Regions from separate parts of the Sus scrofa genome. Here regions 2 and 3 are each linked to region 1. A link is a contact called in public HiChIP or PLAC-seq data. All regions are on one chromosome and are shown on one strand. Each heading gives the region's core, a stretch centred on a gene start, on an enhancer-like site or on the middle of the called end of the contact. The rest is flanking DNA. Distances are from core to core; before and after follow the strand shown.

Region 1 (4,306 bases), core at 66-2,565:
TGGGGGGAGGGGCACCTGTCCTGGAGCAGAAAGGGCATCTCAGAGTGATGGCCTCGGAAACCTAGAATCTGGGTCACTTACAACCAAGGAAGCTTAAAGACCTGTCTCAGACCCACCCTGGACCGGGATGCAGACCCCACCCTGTCACACAGGGCTGGGTGATGCTCTGTACCACTGCCTGTGCTGGTGACCAGTCCCAGATTGGCACTCTCCCACCAAGAGAGCCTCTCAGAGAGAAAAAACCAAATCAAAAACCGGAAGAGTGACGCCCGTGGTGTGAAGCATCCCCACCCAACACAAAGAACACCGTCTCTCTCACCCTGCACCTCTGGGTGTCCTGTCCTCTGCCCACCTCACTTCTGCCAGGATGTCCCTTTAAGTCCCAGGTAAGCCACTGAGGCTCTCCCCTAGTCGGTTCTGTCTGAGGGCCTTAGGATTGGCATCAGCATCCTGCCCTCTCAGAGGCAGAACCTCAGATACACCCCATCCTTCCTCCCCGGCCCCAGGCTCTCTCCAAAGCCGCCACTCCCCTAGGAGGGCCAAGGCCCCATCCCAGCCCTCCCATTCGTCCTGCACTCGATCTTTGTCTGTGGAACCAGCCCCGGGTGGCGTGCTGCCTTCCCAGCTGGAAAGAGCGGGCAGAACCGGCTGGCCCATGCGGATGCGGGGAAATATCCCCCCATCCAACGTCCCCGCATGAGACAGCAGCCCGTGGGGAGGCGAAGAGGAAACACACAGACGCTCTGGCCTGGGCCAGGGCTGGGTGTGAAATACCGGATTTCCTTGTTTATTCGATTTTCTGATCATTAAGGGCTCCCAAGAGGGTCTCGAAATTACCACCCAAACAAAGCCACCTTCAGCCGCCCCGGGACCGCGGATCTCTGCGGGGGCCAGGCCAGCACGAGGCGCCCTCCAGCCCGCGGCGCCTTCCAGCCCGGCCCGCCGGACCTCAGCGGGCGCCGGCGGTGGGTCGAACGGTGCCCCGGGACTCCGGGGTCCAGTCCCGCGCCCACGCGAGACAAAGCCGAGCCCTCGGCGCACGCGCCCCTCCGCCCGTCCTACCTGACGGCCACCTTGACGCAGCAGTCCCCCTGGCCGGCCATGGTGCTCCGGCGCTGGGTCCCGCGTCGATCAGGGGCGGGGGTCTGGGGGCCGATGCCCCGGGCGGCGGCTGCGGCTGCGGGAGGCGGGGGCGCGGGTGCTGCGGACGGAGGCTGCTGCGGCTGGAGGTGACATACTCGCGGGGGCCGGCGGAGGGCTCACCCGCGGCTGGGGGAGGCTCTCCGGAACCAGGCCCGCGCGCCCCCTCGCGCCATCGGGCGGCGGCGCGGAGCCAGATGACAGCCCGCGGCGCGACCCGCTTCCAACCGCGCGGCTGCCGCGCGCGCACCTCCGGCCCCGCCGCGCCGCCTGCAGCCGCGGAACAAAGGGGGCGGGGGCCGGCCCGGCGAAGGCTCCGCCCCCGAATCAGCCTCGGCTCCGCCCTAGCCCCGCCCCTGGGCCCGCCCCACCAATCGTAGGCCAGAGCCGGCAGCAGGGGCTGGCCGGAGCCTTTAAAGGGACCCCTCGGCTCGCGTCCACGCACTTGTTGGGGGGGTTGGTTGGATGGCCAGGGTTGGGGCTTGGAAGGACGCCGGCCGAGAATTGACCACGCTGGAGCCTAGGCCCCCAGGGATGCACACCTGCAGCCTCTGTGGGACCCCCGCTCCTAAATGCGGAAGCCTGGACGTAGAGAGGGGAACTACCAAGGTCACACAGGAGTTAGTGGCTAAGCGTGGGTAAGAACCCGGTCTCCCGGCCTAGGGCTTCTCTGCTGAGCGTCTCCCAGCGACTGGCGGTTTTGTGTTCTGAAGGCGCCCGCCGGGAAAGCCTCCCTTCTGCATGTATTACAGTGAATTGCCAACTTTTACGGAGGGGGTTTCTTGCTACTGTCTCACTGAAATTCCCTCCACCCACACCCTGCAGCTTTTAAAGTTCATCTCAGGTTGATCTGGGGCCAAGTTCCTAGCCCCGATGTCCCCCCCTCCCTTCGGCGAGACCACGAGGCTCCAGTGACTTTTTTGACCCATAGATGACCCCCTTCCCCCTACCCCTTTGCTTGAGTGGCCTTGGGGCAGAGGGTAAGTGTGGGAGGCCTGAGCTGCCCCTGGGGGACAGAAACAAAGGGAGTACTCAGCTCCAGGCACCTGAGTAGAGGCTGAGGGGGAGGCAGTGGGAGGGGGGTACTGAGGGCTGCTGCCTTCTGCCTTCAAGTGGGTTTTAAGACTAAGGGAGCCCCGGGCCCGGTGATGGAGGAGGCTGCCCTGGAAAGTCGGAGGTGCCTTTCCAGTCCCCCTCTCCTCCCTCTGAGCTCGCCCGTCTCCCTGCCCCCCACCTCCAACATTGGGGCCATTCACGGGGCCCCTCACCAGCTGCCCTCCCTTTTCTCACTTCAGCCAGCTCCCTTCCCTGGAAGGAGCCCAAGAGGAGGACCCAGCTGCAGCTCCAGATGTGGAAGAAGCTCTCTAGGGGAAGGGAGGAAGGGGAGCCTGGCTCCAGGCCTCTTGCATCACCCTCAGCTGATGAAACCACATCGGAGATTTTGAAAAGCCTGTGGGTTAGGGGATGAGCAGTGTCTGGGGTGCCACTCTCCTCTCGTTCCCTCCCCCCACCCACCCCACAGATGACTGCTCCATCCGTAGCCCCCAAACCAAAGTAATTTCAAGAGCAAACCCATTCCCCACCTCCACCCCATCCTCTGGCAAACAGGCGGCAGCTGCCAGCAGTTTCCAGGATGGAGGAGGGGCAGGGGGATAGGGAAGGTCCTGGGGGGGACCCCACACCTTTCACTAGCATTTGAATCTGGAGGACGGGCTCTCTGGGGCCAGCAGTTGCCCCTCCCGGGGCAGGAGGCCAGCAGAGTGTTGAGTCCATCCAACCAAAGTGAGAGATGGGCGGAGACTAATATGAGAGGAGCTTCTCCAACCAGCAAGGAGCCCGACGTGGATGTTCTCATTTCATGCTCATGACCTTGTGAGCTAGGCTGTATTCTTTTTAATTTTTGCTGATGGGGAAACTGAGTCTCACCCAGCATATAAGCGGCAGATCCCGGATTTGAACTTTGCATCCGGTTCCAGGCTTCCCAGATCCCTTCCAGTAGCTGTGCAGGGACGGGAGCTGGGCTGGTGGACAGAGCTGGGCTGACACAGGCTTTGACTCCAGGCTTTGTCCTCTTGGAGGCTCGTGCGGTATTTTGCAAAGCTGCCCTCCTGCCCACAAGACTCTGGGCTTCTCCAGGGCCCAACTCTGGTTTCCTGCCTCCAGGAAGTCCCCTCTGACTTCTGAGAGTAGGTGACCCTTCTGACTCATAGATTCACTGCTGGGAAATGGCGCCAGAAGCGCTGCCCCCACCCCCTCCACATCCCTCCAGGTCACAGGGGTGTCGAACCAGGAGGAGCTGGGAGGCACGTGTGCTGGAAACTCAAGCCTCCCAGAGGTCAGGGCCTCTGGGCGGCTGCCTCTCGGGCGCTGCTGCTGGAGGCGAGGAAATCAGACAGGGATCTGAGTTGGTAGTGAAGAGGCTTAAACTGCAGCCTGGGCAGATTTAGTTAAGAGAGTCAGCGTGGCGGGGGGGTTGGGGGGGGGCTGGCACTAGGATGTGCCTGCCCTGTCAGCCTGTGTCCAGCCTCAGCAGCGCCCAGCTTCCTCCTCTGTACATTCCCACTCCACCCCCTCTGCCTCCTGTTTGCTTCTCCTTTTTCCTCCTTCCCAAATCCTAAGGCTTCTCTACATCAGCTGCCCGTATGCATGTGTCCCTCCACCCCCAACACACACACACACACACACACACACACACACACACACACAGATGCATGCATGCTAGCCCATGTTTGGCCCTCCTCCCCCACGGGACAGGAGTTGGAGTTGAGCCGAGCTCCTCCCCCAGGCGTCTTGGGCCCCCATCACCTCTGCTGACAGGAGCTGTTGGCAGGGAGCGGTGGGCGTCTGGGCAGATGGGAGCCTGAGGAGTTGGGGGGCCCTCTCTGAGTTGGGAAACTCCCACGCTGCTGTGTTGAAAATACTCCAGCAGCAACTGGGGGCAGCCATCCAAGAGCCCGGATCCCTCGTTCTCACAGCAACCCTATAGTAACAAATCCGCACACCCAAGAGCTGTCCTTAGGCCCTAGAAATGATGCAGAGGTGGTTTCTGAACTTGAATCCGTCCTGTGGTTCCCCTTTAGAATTAGCACCAGGCACTGGCATTGGGGGGAACTCTGAGCGCTGACTTCAACTTCTAGGGATGGGGAGTTCAGGGTTCCTGGCTTCC
Region 2 (4,161 bases), core at 669-3,168, 270 kb before region 1:
AGCAGGGCATGGAGCCCCCGGCTCAGAACTCCCTTCCTGGGGTGGCTCTCTCTGCTCCTCGGCTGCCCTAACCTGCAGAAGGTGTTTTGCTTTACACTCCAGGCTACACACATCTTCATCCGTCTCATCACAGATGTATTCTCCAAACCGCCCGCACACCACGCACACTGGCTCCCCGGGCTCTGCCCAGCGCTGGGTTTTGGAAAAGGACTTCACGGGTTCCTCCGGGAGATTGTCCTGTGCCTCCTGCTCGGGTCCAGCCAGAACCCCCTCAGCCACCGGGCCGGCTGGATGCGGATGCGCTGCTGGTTCTCTGGGGTCTGAGGTGACAGCTGGACCAAACCCGCCAGCGTCCAGCCCAGGATTTTCACCTTCTGGCTTGATTTTCTTGGCCACACAACTTCTACCATCATCACTAGCGTTCCGCTTGATTTTCAGGGATCTTGGAACAAACATCCTTCAATATTCTGTATAGGAGATTATATAGTGAGATTGATTTTACCGTCAAGAAAGTCACATATAAAGTACATGTATGAAGTACCCTGAGGTTACTGTGGAGTCAGCCTTGTCCCTGGGCTTTGCCTCCAGGGGACAGAGAAGGCAGCGCTTAGACCAAGTCCCCTCCCCACCACCCCTGCCCATTTCCTGTGAAAACAGTCCTGTCCCGTCCTCCATGCACACAGCTTCCCACCATTGACCTCTGCTCATTGACTGACTTGCGCTCTGAAATACCAGCCATCAGAGATATTCTGGAGTAAACTCTTCCATTACACTGTCAAAAATGGAAACACAAAGAGGGCTATTGCACAAGGGGAGTCTTTACCAGCAGCCACAGTAAGTAACACCTGGACAGTGGACAGAGGTGCCAAGCTCAGCCCTGAGCGCCTGTGCCATAGCGTAGCGTCACCCCACACACGCACACGCATGTTTTATCTTGTTTCATCACGGGCTGAGCCCCCAGAAGCTAAGTGACTTGGAGCTCACAGCCTCTTGGAGGCAGAACCAGGCACCGGTACCAGCTCCCAACCAAGGCTCTTCTCATTTACAGCAAAAACAAGTTTTTGCAAAATGACCTCGATTGGGAAACAGGCTTTGAAGCTAATTTGGGGACTGCCAAATATGCTAATAAACACTTTTCTCCCAATATTTCCTTGGGATACATTGCCAGATTCCATTTTTCCGGAAAGATTCCAACAAAAATGTACGTGACAGTGGAGAGTTACAACCTTAAGGCTCAGAAATGGTCAAGGGCGTGGGGGAGGGGCAGCCGCACGCGAGCAGGAAGAGCCGGGAACGCAGGGCTTCACGGTGAAACCGAACCGAACCCGCACGGGCTAGACGGCCACCGCTCGCTCCAGTTCCCGCAACGCCCCGTCCTATCCCCTCCCCCACGGGCGTCGCCCCCACCCCTCCCCCCAACACAGCCCCCCTCCCCCCGACGTCGCCCCCCCCCACCGCGGCACTGCACGCAGATGCGCGTGACGTCACGGCGCTGCCTGGAGACCGGCAGGGTGCGCCGGGCGGGAGGCGGCGGAGGGGAGAGGGAGGCAAGGGGGAGGGGACAGCGCAGGGCCTGTCCCGCCGCCAACGCCAGGCGCCCGGGTCCCGCTCGAGAGGAGCAGGACGCGAGGCAGGCCTGAGCCGCGGGACGGGGGCATGCTCACTCACGCAGACTGCGGCCACGTCCTCTCCCGCTCGGGGCCGGCCCACCCTTGAGGCGCTGGACCGGGCTTCCGGCTGATGATCCTGGGCCGCACGCCCGCCCTGCGGCCGGGGGAGCAGTGCGGAGCGCAGAATCCACTTCTCCTGGTTTTGGGAGGTGCCGATGCGCGCAGGAGGCGGGGCCACTGCGGGAGGCGGGGCTCGGCTGGGCGGGCGGAAGGGAGCGTTTGCCACGCCCCCTTCTTGGCCCCCTGCTTGGGGGCGATAAATGCCAGAGCTTGGCTGGAGCCCACGGGCTCCAAGCCCAGGGGCAAAAGCGGGGATTCTCTTGGAAGAATTTACGTAATCGGATGGGCGGGGCGGGGCGGGGCGGGGCGGGAGGACCCGAGGCGGGGCGCCCCGGGAAGTCGCGGGAGTGGGGTGGCCGGCACCGTTGGAGGGGCGGTTAAGTGGGAGTGAGGGCGGAGAGGGCGAGGCCCCTTGGGCTCGGAGACCTGTTCCGCTTTTAGACGGCTAATAACTGAGGAATGAACCGAGCGGGTTTAATGTGCCCGTGAGATAGATACCCTGTGTATCCCCACCACACCCCACCCGGACGGGAGGAGAAAGTCACAGTCACGTGCTGGGGCCCCGTGGGTCGCACTTCCCTGGAGCTGGTGGGGAAGTGATGGTGGAAAGTGGGGGGACCGGAAGGAGGGAAGCAGAGCGTGATGACCTCAATACTTTCGAGTCTAATATTTTATGCATATGTGGAACAGATAGATAACTTCTAAAGGATACTAGTAAAACGGAGGGAAGTCTGCGACTCCATAATATCCATAGTGAGCAAATATACGTGCACCCCGGGATTCTGCCCCTTGCTACTCCTTCAACCACCAGGATCCTAACCTTGGTGTCTCCTTGCCATTTTTGGTGGTTTTGTCGTAGTTGGAGGCATTCCTAAAAGATACGTTGTTTCATTTTTCTCTTTTTGAGGTTTATAAAAATAATGTGTAGCCTTGTGGGAACATGTTTTTTTAAATTCATCCAAGTTGTTAAGTGTAAGCAAGCAGTAGAACATTTATTTTCACTGCTGTAATAGTGTGTGTCTGGGAAGTAGTTTATGTATAGTTGTTGATCCCTTTTTCTGCGGATGTTTGTGTTGTCTCTAGTATTTTCTTATTGTTAGAGGCAAGCTGACCATGAAGCTAATGAAATTTGAATTTCCAGACCCCTCACTCTCATGGGTCTCTTCCATGGTCCTGAAACAGAAGCCTTGGCATTTCCATACACATTCTTTTCTTCTTTTTCTTTTTCAGGGCTCACTGGAGGCATATGGAAGTTCCTGGGCTAGGGGTCCAATTGGAGCCGCAGCTGCCCGGCCTACACCGCAGCCACAGCAACACCAGACCAGAGCCACATATGTGACCTAGGTGGTAGCTTGCAGCAATGCTGGATCCTTAACCCACGAAGGAAGTCAGGGTTTGAACCTGCATCCTCATGGACACTAAGTCAGGTCCTTAACCTGTTGAGCTACAGTGGGAGCTCCTCAACAAATATTCTCAAGACAAACCGTGGCGGAGATCTCAGGATGCCCTGCAGAACTTTCCAGAAGTGCTTCAGGGCCCCAATTATTGCTACCTCTAATGCATGCTGGAGAATAAGAGATTCTGTGTGGTAATAATTGGCCTCCTCAAACATGTAGAAAGGTGTAGGGACTAATACAGTAAACTCCTGTATGCCCTTCACACAGATTCACCATTTGCAGTATTTGTGTGTAAGAGCCAATGTGTATATATTATTTTTGCTGAACCATTTGAGAGTAAGTTGCAGGGTGCATCTTCGAAAACAAAGATAATCCCTGTTTCTGCAGAACAATTTTCAAATGTAGGTAATTTGGTGCTGATATAATACTGATGTCTTAAGTACAGTCCACATTAAAATTTCATCAGTTGTTCCAATAATGTTTTTTAGAGCAGTTATTTCACCCCCAGGCCAGGATCCAGTCCAAGATATTTTCACTGTCTGTTTCTATCCTAACTTTTGATAATAAATACTCAAGTTTAGGGTAGTTAAATATGTCTTTATCTTTTGTAGTTAACTTTAATTAATTAATTAATTGGGGGTGGCGCACACAGCACATAGAGGTTCCAAGGCTAAGGATTGAATTGGAGCTGTAGCTGCCGGCCTACAACCACAGCCACAGCAACGCCAGCTCCTTTACCCATCTGAGCGAGGCCAGGGATCGAACCTGTGTCCTCATGGATGCTGGTCAGATTCGTTTCCACTGAGCCATGATGGGAGCTCCCCATAGTTAACAACTTTGATGTCTTAAAAACTCCTTGTCTTGCCAGGGGCTGGGGAAGGGAGGGATGAGTGGGCAGAGCACAGAGGGTATTTGGGGCAGTGAAACTACTCTGTGATACTGTGACCGTGGATACCTGTCATTACACATTTGTCCAAGCCTGGAGAATGTCCACCACCATGAGTCAACTGATGGGAACTATGGACCCTGAAGGA
Region 3 (3,970 bases), core at 94-2,593, 310 kb before region 1:
TGTTTTACCCCTTGCCTTTTTTTTTTTTTTTTTTGACAGACTCTGCTGGAAGAACCTCCTTCATATCCCAGGGCAAAGAGGAAGAAAGATTTCCTCTTTGCCTAGCAACAGCCCAGCCAATGAGAAAATTCATAGCTTAGCCACTAAAGAGGCCATCACCACCAGCTGTTTCTCACCTCCAAGGACCGTCATTCAGTTCCCTCCACACAGGCAGACCTGTCTCAGGTTCTTTGCTGCCCTTCCCAGATACTGGGTTTTTTAAAATGGAAGTTGATGTAGTGTAGCAACACTACATCAGCAAATCAGTGCCATTTTTCCAATAGCATTTGCCCACTTCATATCTGTGTCAGGTTTTGGTAATCTTCCCACTATTGCAAACTTTTTCATTAGACTCTACTTGTTATGGTATCTCTGTTCAAAGATCTTTGATGTTACTATGACCACTCTCTGAAGGCTCAGATGATGGGGAGCATTCTTACCAATAAAGTATTTTATTTTATTTTTTGCTTTTTAGGGCCACACCCAGGGCATATGGAGGTTCCCAGTTTCCCAGGCTGGGGTTGAATCAGAACTACAGCTGCCAGCCTACGCCACAGTTGCAGCAATGCAGGATCCAAGCCGTGTCTGCAACCTACACCACAGCTCACGGCAACACCAGATCCTTAACCCACTGAGCAAGGCCAGGGATCGCACCCGCAACCTCATGGTTCCTAGTTGGATTCTTTTCCACTGCACCACGATGGGAACGCCCACCAATAAAGTATTTTAAATGAAGGTATATACATTGTTTTTTTTTTTTTAAGACACAATGCTATTGCACACTGAATAGGCTACAGTATAACATAAACATAACTTTTATATACCTTGGGAAACAAAACATTCCTGGGACTTGTAGGTGGCCCCAACAGAACCCACAACAGCTTGGAGATGCCCAGACAGGGAAGCCCTCTTCTTTGTTCTGGGACTGGTCTGTCCTTTCTGCACAGCAAGGTCTTCCTGAACTGCAGCTCCCTCCCTGCTGGTCCCACATAAACTCTTCCTGCTAACACAGAAGCTGACTGTTGTATTTTTAAAGTCCACACCAGAGATGATGGCTCTGGAGGAACAAAATAATAGAGGCTCATTTTTAAGTAAGTCTTACAGAGTTCTAAAATCATGCACAATCATTACCTCTAAATTCGCCAGACTCTAAGCATCTCCCGTCAACCTTTTGACTCTTCCTAATACGGAAGCAAACATAATGGCAAGAAGAGATTCCAGACCTTGCACTGGGCTGAAAACCGGCAGGCTGGCGTTCCAGTTGTGGCTCAATGGTAAGGGAGCCAACGACGCGGGGTCTATCTCTGGCCTCGCTCAGTGATTTAAGGATCTGGCGTTGCTGTGGCTGTGGTGTAGGCCGGCAGCTGCAGCTCGGATTCAACCCCTAGCTGGGAACTTCCATATGACACAGGTGCGGCCCTAAAAAGCAAACAAAAACAAACAAAACGGTTGCCACTTACAGCCGCTTAAAGGATCTGTACGGTTCTTTGTTCGGGGGCCGGGGTGGCCAAGAGACCGGAAGGGTTCTCAGCTGTCACCTCGGGCGGGAAAGGGTCAGCGACGCCGAGGGCCAGGCCCGGCCCCGCCCCACTCTGGGACCCCGGTCCTTCCCGGGGACCGGCCCCACTGGGGCCGCGGGCCAGCCCAGCCCATACTCCCGAGCCGCTTGCCCCCTCTCGGCACCGACGCGCCGGCCCCAGCGCCGCAGCCCCTCCTCGCAGCCCCCCTCCCTCCTCCGTGCTGGGCCCCCCCGCCCCCGCGGCCCCTACCTGTCAGTCTCCACTCCGCACACCCCTCCGCCGCACGACCAAGGTTTGAATACGCGCCCCGCCCTCTGATTGGCTGCCGGGCGTCGCGCACGCACGTACTCCCGGAAGCGCGCTCGCCGGACGCGCGGATTCGAGCTCCCGCCCACCCGCCGCTCGGTCTCCTAGGCAACGGCCGCACCCACCTGGGCTGCGGCTGCAGAGCAGGACTCACTTCCCAGGGCGGGGCGCTTGGGTGGGTGTGAGCGAGGACAGTGACAACAACGCTGTCCAGCTTCGGTGTAAAATGAGCAGTCTGTCCGCCTCACAGCCAGGACTTCCTAGTGCGGAAATGGCTGTTTCCCCCCAAGTTAACCACATTCACACTTTTCTAGGCTCTCCCGTTCAAAGCCTGGCGATGGGAAGTATCCTAAGTGTCTTCTATAGAATTCCTCACTTAATCATGAATATCTTAGGAGGTAAAGGTTAATATGATCCCCAGTTTACAGATAAGGGACTGAGGTTTAGAGTTAAACTTGTGGAAAATCAGACAGGCAGAAGTGATGTAACTAGAATTCCAAAGCCCATGTCGTGAGATATAACTCAGTTTCTGTAAATATTGCAATGAGTTTGAAACAGGAAAAAATAATACAAAAATACATGCTGAAAAATTACCAGATCAGTGAGAGAGATCTACTTAAGCAGAGATTATAAAGCAACTATATATTTTTTAAGGAGCAAAAAGTGCAGATAATGAGAATGATTCAGTGGGAGAAAAAAGAGAAACCAGAGTTGACTCCAACTTTATAGAAAGTTGAATGGATGATAAAGTCCTCATGCTAAAACTCACTCAAAAAAAATTCTAAAATGTGTTAATATTAAGTTATAGAGAAACCATCAGAGAAACAATTACAATATCAGACCTATAGGAAAATGATCACGTCTAGAAGCAAATGAAAATATGGCAAAGGAAAAAATCGACAAATTAAAATGCAGAAAATAAATAAATAAAATACAGAAAAAAATTTAAATGTCTGCATGGTTCAAATTAACACAAAAATGCAGTAAACTAGAAAAATAAATATAGCAGAAGACAAAGATCTCTTTCAGTGTTACAAGGAAAATAAGTTTATAAATAGAATAAGAAAACAAATAAAATATAAAAATTGGCAAAGGAATTTTTCACAATAAAGAATTCGCATATCACAAAATAGATAAAAGGATGGAGTTCCCGTAGTGATGCAGTGGTTAACGAATCCGACTAGGAACCATGAGGTTGCGGGTTCGGTCCCTGCCCTTGCTCAGTGGGTTAACGATCCGGCGTTGCCGTGAGCTGTGGTGTAGGTTGCAGACGTGGCTCGGACCCGCGTTGCTGTGGTTCTGGCGTAGGCGTGGCTACAGTTCGATTCGACCTAGCCTGGGAACTCATATGCCGCGGGAGTGCCCAAGAAATAGCAACAACAACAACAACAACAAAAAAAAAAAAAAAAAGACAAAAAAAAAATAGATAAAAGGAGAATGTAAAACCCAGCCATTAAATGCAAATGTTAAAAAAAATTAGGTACAAGTAAAAAAAATGTTTTTTAGTTTTGGAGCTGGTGATTTTGCATCAAAATTCAAAGTATACATTTCTAGGAGTTCCCTATGTGGCTCAGTATTTAATGGACCTAACCAGGATCCTTGAGGATGCAGATTCAATCCCTGGCCTCCATCAGTGGGTTAAGGAGCCAGCATTGCTGTGGCTGTGGTGTAGGCCTGCAGCTTGCAGCTCTGATTCAACCCCTAGCCTGGGAACCTCCACATGCCATGGGTACAGCCCTAAAAAGCAAAAAAAAAAAAAAAAAAAAAAAAAGGACACATTTCTAATGACAGGACTTGGTAACTTTTTGAGGGCAGGGACCACCACACCCACTCACAGTGTCCCCCCCCCCAACCTCATACAAGGCCTGATATATAAAAGATGCTGAATACTGAATCACCTCGCTGTACAGCAGAAATTAACACAACATTGTAAGTCAACTATACTTTCATAATTTTTTAAATACAAAAAGAAGCTTAATAAATATTTGTTGAGTAAATATCGAACCCTTCTAGAAAGCAATATGCTTTTCTTCTCTAACCTACTAACTGCAAGACAAACATTTATTCTTTTTTTTTTTTGTCTTTTGGTGTTTTTAGGGCTGCAC

The links. HiChIP or PLAC-seq counts read pairs in DNA pulled down with a chosen protein or histone mark.
Region 2: an H3K27ac HiChIP or PLAC-seq map of alveolar macrophages shows a contact between it and region 1. The contact joins the promoter of DDX59 here to the promoter of KIF21B in region 1. A contact is called at or near these places in 1 of 47 Hi-C or Micro-C datasets (liver) and 1 of 2 datasets of contacts at active chromatin or transcription factors (alveolar macrophages).
Region 3: an H3K27ac HiChIP or PLAC-seq map of alveolar macrophages shows a contact between it and region 1. The contact joins the promoter of KIF14 here to the promoter of KIF21B in region 1. A contact is called at or near these places in 4 of 47 Hi-C or Micro-C datasets (embryonic fibroblasts, liver, mesenteric adipose tissue and 1 more) and 1 of 2 datasets of contacts at active chromatin or transcription factors (alveolar macrophages).

Annotation. Positions count from the first base shown.
Region 1 is chr10:23,489,766-23,494,071 of Sscrofa11.1, forward strand. KIF21B (kinesin-like protein KIF21B) reads right to left here and starts at 1,316. Exons shown (of 38, transcript XM_021064269.1): 1 at 1,281-1,316; 2 at 1,063-1,223. The coding sequence starts at 1,316.
Region 2 is chr10:23,220,612-23,224,772 of Sscrofa11.1, forward strand. It overlaps DDX59 (probable ATP-dependent RNA helicase DDX59), which reads right to left and starts at 1,919. Exons shown (of 7, transcript XM_005653799.3): 1 at 1,669-1,919; 2 at 1-467. The coding sequence starts at 456.
Region 3 is chr10:23,176,576-23,180,545 of Sscrofa11.1, forward strand. It overlaps KIF14 (kinesin-like protein KIF14), which reads right to left and starts at 1,344. Exons shown (of 33, transcript XM_021064497.1): 1 at 864-1,344.